Linked DNA regions of Gossypium arboreum: region 2 is linked to region 1. A link is a contact called in public Hi-C data. All regions are on one chromosome and are shown on one strand. Each heading gives the region's core, a stretch centred on a gene start, on an enhancer-like site or on the middle of the called end of the contact. The rest is flanking DNA. Distances are from core to core; before and after follow the strand shown. Region 1 holds the start of LOC108463273 (agamous-like MADS-box protein AP1). Region 2 holds the start of LOC108463244 (universal stress protein PHOS32-like).

Region 1 (3,513 bases), core at 299-2,798:
CAAATAATTATAAAATTAAAATTAAAAATTATTATTAAAACAATAGTCATTTAAGTTAATTATTATATAAAAATCAATTTATTTGTAGGAGGTTTCTCTTTTAAAAAGAACATAGGTTTTTTAAAAAGTGAAGTCAATTGTTAGTTGAGTATTAGTTTGATTGATATGAACATTATTGTAAATGCATGAGGACGTAGGTTCGAGTGCGCTGAAACGCATTATCCTCTTATTTATAGGTTAGAGAGGGACTTTGGGTAGTTTTATATATTGTGTCAAAAAGAGCAAATATGATCAAAACCTCAATTTTTTATCGTTTCATTTTTTTTTCAATTTAATTATCCTAAATAAGATAATTGTGTGAATTAGTCATATTAATTGTTATTTCTTTTTAATAGGTTGCTGACTTGGTATATTAGCCCATTGTGTGATAGACACATGACATTTTTATGTTTGACTATTGACTAAAGTTTAGGGAAAAAGTTTTGGACTAATTATAACGATCGAGGTCCGTAAGCGTTAGTAAAAAGTCAACAAAAAAGCTATGTGTCAGTCACTCAATGTATTAATGTGCCCCATCAACAATCTATTAAAATGAAACAAAAAATTTAATGGTGGTGATTAATTCACACACTTATCTTATTTAGAATGATTAAATTGAGAAAAAAATTTGGAGTGACCAAATAGACAAACCTTATTTTTGAGTGACTATAAGTGTAGTTTACCAAAAATATTTTTAAAAAATATGAAACATAATAAATCAAGGTAGTTAGTACGTACTAGTAGATACATCATTTTTTCCATTAAAATTGGTGCATATTGATATGGGTTTATTTTGATGAATTGTTTCAAATTTATCGATATTTTTAAAATATATTTAATATATGTATATAAAATATTTATGCATCTAATGATGCAAAAATTTTAATGAAAATTTTATCATTTATTACCATAACTGTAAAGAAATAGAAATTTTATATTTTTAAATTATTTATGTATTACTGTGCAATGTTTTGGTTGGCATGATCAGAATTGGATGGAACAAGCTAGTATGATTGGTATTAATAAAAATTTTAACTAATGTAAAAAATTAATTACATCAATTTATTATTGGAACATGTCCATCAATCTATTAATCAATAATAAAAAATGAAAATAAGACTAGATTACGTGTGAATTTTACCTCGTACAGTATTATTATTTTTCTATATTTTAATAATTTGAATCATTTCATAACTACATTAAAATTTGTTTCCGTACAAGATTGTTATTTTTCCAATAATAAACCTATGCATTATAATTTATTTGGGTTTAAGAGAGAAAAAGAAAATCTCCGCCGTCAGCTGTGTGAGTGTGTGACAGCGAGGGGTCTCCGTACAGCTTCTGACGGTATCTATAGGCTATATGAAGAAAACACCTTATTTTTTTTAATAAAAAGAAGAAATAAAATTGTGGTTCCAACATGAGACAGTAACGACTGAACAGTCATATTAACCAATGAGGGACCGACAGCACATTCTTAATAAACCATTCTGGTTTTATCTACAAATCCACTCCCTTTCCCTAAAACCACTTTTTTTTTTCTTTTTCCTATTTTTTCCCTGCATTTCCATTTCTATATATGTTGTGCATGTTTTCTCTGATATACTTCACATTTAGCAAAAGAATTTTTTTTTCCAACTTGGGTATTTAACTTTACTCCATCTTCCTCCTCCTTCTTCTTCCTTTTTAGGATCTGGGTTTTTTCCCCCCAATTTTTTAAGGTTATAAAAAAAGAAAATGGGGAGAGGTAGGGTTCAGTTGAAGAGGATTGAGAACAAGATCAACAGGCAAGTTACTTTCTCCAAAAGGAGAGCTGGGTTGTTGAAAAAAGCTCATGAGATCTCCATCTTGTGTGATGCTGAGGTCGCTTTGATTGTCTTCTCCCACAAAGGGAAGCTCTTTGAATACTCCACTGATTCCTGGTATTTCCTTCCCCCTTCATTCTGTTTTTTTTTTAATTTTTTTAAAGTATTCTCCAAGGTTTTGAGAAACAAAGATAAAGTTACTTTTTTTTTTTTTTGGCTTTGAAACTGAAATAGATGTTTATGAAAGTGGTTTTTGAGGCACTGTCATTAGCAGTTTCTCCTGGATTTCATGCAATGGTTATAACAGGTGAAAAAAAAATTAAAGAATATTACACAGTTCAGTAAAAAGTGTGACTATAACTATATCAGTAATAGAATTTACAAGTGTTTCAGAGATGTTGAAGTAGCAAAAGAATGGAAAGCTTTGAGGGGGAAGTTTGGTCTCATCTTGCTAAAACAAGGTTATTGACCAATGGATGATGAAGAAGAAGCAATAAAAAATTTCCCCTTTTTTAAACTAAAACTTTCTCAATTAGGAGAAAATACAAAGTATCCATTCTATGGACTAAATTATTAATACCAAGTTATAAAAGAAGGGAAAAGCAACACTGAACTTTGTAATAAATTTTATATTCTGTCATCTCAAAAGGAAAAATCATGCTATCAAACATATTTTCTTCTAAAGATAGTAAAAGAAAACCTAAAAAATATGGCTATGTTTTTTCTGAAAATAAATTTGTTTTTACAATTTATTTTTTTGGTTTTGGAACAGAGCTACTATCTTTGTCATCTTCTCTCCTTTGTGTGTTTCCTTTTAGTCCTTACAAGCAACAACTGCTATACATGTATCTCCTTCTTCTTCTTCACCAGTTCTTAAGGGCTAGACCCTCTTTGGCTTTTGAGAACTCTTTGATCCAACAACTGTCCAAGGCCAAAAAGAGGTACCTTTTTGGTAGTTAGAAAATTAGGGATTTGACAATTTTTGTACAGAGGGAGTAGGGCTAGGGCTCCATGAGGGGTAGTTCCACACCTCAAATTTGAAGATTCCTTTTTGAACCCTAAACAAGCTAATAAACTGCTTTCTAAAATTTTTATATTCCAATGGGCTCTTCTTTTAGCTGATTTGGTTACATATATGTCACCAATAGCCAGTTACTGGTTCAAGTGAGAAAAAGAATAAAGGAAAAATTATTTATAAGCCTTGATAACTAGGAAAAGAAAACTCTGCAATTTGTGATTCAAGTTCTTCAGTTATATATTATAGATATGGTGTCTGTCTATTTATGGTAATTATCTGAATTTAAATTAATTGATATTTGATGCATATATCCTTTTTTTCATTATTTTGATTGAGAATAGTTATTTTTAAATAAATTAAAATAAAAATATCAAAGCTAAAAATGAAATGAAGGAAAATTGAACACTTTGGATTAGGCTTTATGATTTTATATGCTCTGGATTTATGGTGTGTTTAATAAAAATCAAATTTTTTAGTAAATTGAAAAGGAATTTTTTTATATTTTATTTTTAAAAAATGTTTTGAGAATTTTCAATTAAAAATGTTGAATAATATAAGTAGATAGATAACTTATTTATCACTTCGGTGCTATTGGATAAAATGAAAAATTAAGTATTGAAATTTAAGAATTAATTTTATGTTATAAAATTT
Region 2 (3,513 bases), core at 660-3,159, 370 kb after region 1:
CTATTAACAGGGCTAAAGGGATGTCGAGTTAAAATTATTAGTCACCTTTTACTTTTGCCTCCAATTGCATTGTTAAATGTTAATACAGGTGTTACAAGTCTAGTAGAATCTGAATTGATTTTATGAATGGTATTAAAAAAATTATGTTTATTTAATATTGATCTAAAATTAAATATTTTAAAGTTTATTCATTTATATTATTATTTAAATTTTTGATTGAATTAGTGTTATTAATTAATCGAATATTAATTTAATTGTAAAATATTAAGAATCCATTCTTCTTACAAAGTATCAATTATTATAATGAAAATATCTTTGTTGTTTTATATTTTTATATAAAATTTATAAAACTAGAATAAGCCTTGAAAAGTGCCCAAATATGATGGGATTTGAACATTAGATACCATAATTTTAAAGCTTCACATAATCATTTAAACAAAGTTCTTGTTTATGTTTATATAAAAATAGTTTTTACTTAAAATCTTTTTACTCATGTCATGGTTGTATCATAATATAGTATTTACAAATGATTGACATAAACTTGACCATATTTTCTTTCTTATAAAAATTTGTACTATTTCTACATATTTTCCCTCGTATGTATCTATTAATAATTAACCTAAACTAAGTTCGGACATTAAATATGGTAGTCGATCTCGGTTTATATTTTAAGCTAAACTTTTTTTACCTAAAATCAATTTAAATCCTAATATTTAAATTTGGATGAATAATTGGACTTTTAAACATGTAAATTATGATTTTATTAGGTTGTAATCAAAGTAAACAGCATGGTGAAAGGATTTTTGTTGGATTGGAAGTCCGAGTTTCAATTGCAATTTTTATAAGATTGATATCATAACAAAAATGTTTAAATTGGGGACATTGATGAGACATATGGGCAATTAAAGTGGTAAATTGTTTCATGCAAATGGCAAATTAAAGTTAAGGAAGATGAAATGGACCTCTCACCTATTTGACCTTACTTTTTGCAAGTATATATATTTATGTTTTGAGAAAAGTGAGTTTATGTCTCATAGCTGTTTTAGTTTAATTTGTTAATTTATGCTTAATCATCACAACTTTTGCTGCAAAATTAACATTATAGAAGTTGACCCCTTTATTTATTTTCTTTGCTTTCGTTTTGTTAATCATTTTGTTTGGAAGAACTTCTAAAACAGTATTCTTTTACTTTGTTAATTATTTTGTGTTCTCTAAATGATGAGCTGGTAGCGTTTGAGTCACGCCACATAAACCACCAAAAGAAGAAGAAGAAATATCTTTAAAGATAAGTTCTATTGCGATTGATATTGGATTTCAGAAATATTTTTCATATTTATCTTTGTATATCTTTTTATATTAATCTAGAAATGATCACTGCAGAAAATGGTGATAGTGTACTAAACTAAGAATTGCAGTTCTTTCAGCCATTATTACCATTATATGTGGTCCAGCTTTTTAGTCTACATCCACTGTCCAAAAATGTATAATGATCGCTGCATGATAAAGCTATAAAACCCTCGCAAAAAAAGATTGTGTACAGATTCTTTTATTTAATTCTAATTAAGAATATTTAATTCATTAACTGTTAAATAATCTTCTATCGATATAATCATAAGTTAACTCAAACTAAATATTAATAACAAATAAAATTTGGAGCAATAACCCATGGTTTCAACTTCTAAAATGAGTTCAAAGAAGAGTTCAAAATATAAGCCTTCCACTATTGCAATTAGGCATAGAATAGAGAGGTTGGGTATAAACTGGAAAGGCAAAGCAAGCAAATTATTAAAAAATTTGATTACCACTAACATGGCAGAGAATGCTGTGAAGAGGAATGGACCTACAAACTTCATGAGATGCACGTTGAGGAATAGCCCCACAAGTGAATTAAAAAAAGAAACAAAGACCTGTTATCATCATTACCAAACAAAACAAAACACAAAAAAGCAAAAAAAAAAAAAAAGTGATGGAGGAAAAGCAAATAAATCCCATGGCCCAAACCAATAGAACTTTGGTTCATCAAACAGACAAAGGCCTAATGGTTGCTTTCTTCCCTTCTTCTTAAAGATTCTTATAATCATTTTGTGTGTGGTTTATTACCTTAGTAGCTATATTCAGGAGATGGGCAGATCGGGCACTAGGTTGCCAAGCTTTTGCCTCAATAGGATTAGGCCTCATGTTAGAGTTCGGTCCCCTCCAATACAAGCCAAGGCCAATTTGAATTCAGCTACAACTGATCACAAGCATGAGAATAATTGCAAACTTGAAGAAGAAAAACCCAGCCATGGAGAAAAGAAACCTGATTTTGTTATGGGTAGGAAGATCATGATCGTGGTTGATTCCAGCATTGAAGCCAGGGGAGCTTTACAATGGGCACTCTCTCACACTGTCCAGTGCCATGACACAGTTATTCTTCTCTATGTCACAAAGCCCTCAAAACAAGGTTTGCAGCTCTTTGTTTTCATGTCCTTTATCCTGAAAAAACCAAAGCTTTTGATTAATGGCTGAAAATATTTTTATTCAGTTCCAGTTACAAATGATGAGTCCAACGAGAACAGGGCTTATGAACCGATTTCCACCTTGAAAACCATGTGCAAGCAAAAGAGACCAGAGGTGGGTTAACATGTCTAATTATAATGTCATTTTTTTCTTGGTCCTTGAGGCAGCTATGTGAATTGACACACATCTTTGAAATTAAAAGTTCAACCACTTTTTATCTGACAGGTAGAAGTTGAGGTAGCAGTGGTGGAGGGGAAAGAGAAAGGTCCAACAATAGTAGAAGAGGCCAAAAAGCAAGGAGCGGCGCTTCTGGTTTTGGGGCGAAAAAAGAAGTCCATGACATGGCGGCTCATCATGATGTGGGCGGGGAACCGGATTACTGGTGGAGTTGTAGAGTACTGTATCCAAAATGCTAGTTGCATGGCAGTTGCAGTAAGAAGAAAAAGCAAAAAACTTGGAGGTTATTTGATCACCACTAAGCGGCACAAGGACTTTTGGCTCTTGGCCTAAATCAAACATCATCATCATTGAATATATGTAATTGTATTCTTTAATCTAGTGTTGTTGTTTGTAAATATAATACTAGTAAAGTATATTGAGAAAAAAAAATGTGGGGTTTGGTGTGTGGATGAAAAAAGTGTGTTGTGTGTTTATTGATGGACATGGAAATTGTGGGGCCAAGGGAAACACAGTTGGGTCCCAAGTTAATCCCTTTAGGATCTTTACTGGATGCTACAATGGCCTAAAAGAAGCACATGGTTGTTGCAGTGGAGATGCTGGGTTTGATCCGCTTTGCTGAAGCTGCAAAACACTCTTATGCAATTGTTGTAAATTTACAACAAATTTAGCCTCTGAAAATTGGTTTTCTGCTTGAAATTTTATCAGTTGGTTTACAAATAAATTCTTTCAATCTGATTATAAAACAGGGGGACAATCTTTTATTGAAATAGTGAGTAGTTGTGACCCCATTAGTCATATATGCTTCAAATGCACTTCAACATTAAGCATCAAGTA

Evidence for each region. Hi-C and Micro-C count contacts between places; a contact is called where the count stands out from the background.
Region 2: a Hi-C map of leaf shows a contact between it and region 1, with 3 times the contacts expected there. The contact joins the promoter of LOC108463244 here to the promoter of LOC108463273 in region 1. A contact is called at or near these places in 2 of 5 Hi-C or Micro-C datasets (both in leaf).

Annotation. Positions count from the first base shown.
Region 1 is chr13:34,818,586-34,822,098 of ASM2569848v2, forward strand. LOC108463273 (agamous-like MADS-box protein AP1) reads left to right here and starts at 1,549. Exons shown (of 8, transcript XM_017763221.2): 1 at 1,549-1,961. The coding sequence starts at 1,777.
Region 2 is chr13:35,185,148-35,188,660 of ASM2569848v2, forward strand. It overlaps LOC108463244 (universal stress protein PHOS32-like), which reads left to right and starts at 1,910. Exons shown (of 3, transcript XM_017763185.2): 1 at 1,910-2,443; 2 at 2,525-2,613; 3 at 2,725-3,400. The coding sequence starts at 2,122. The coding sequence ends at 3,009.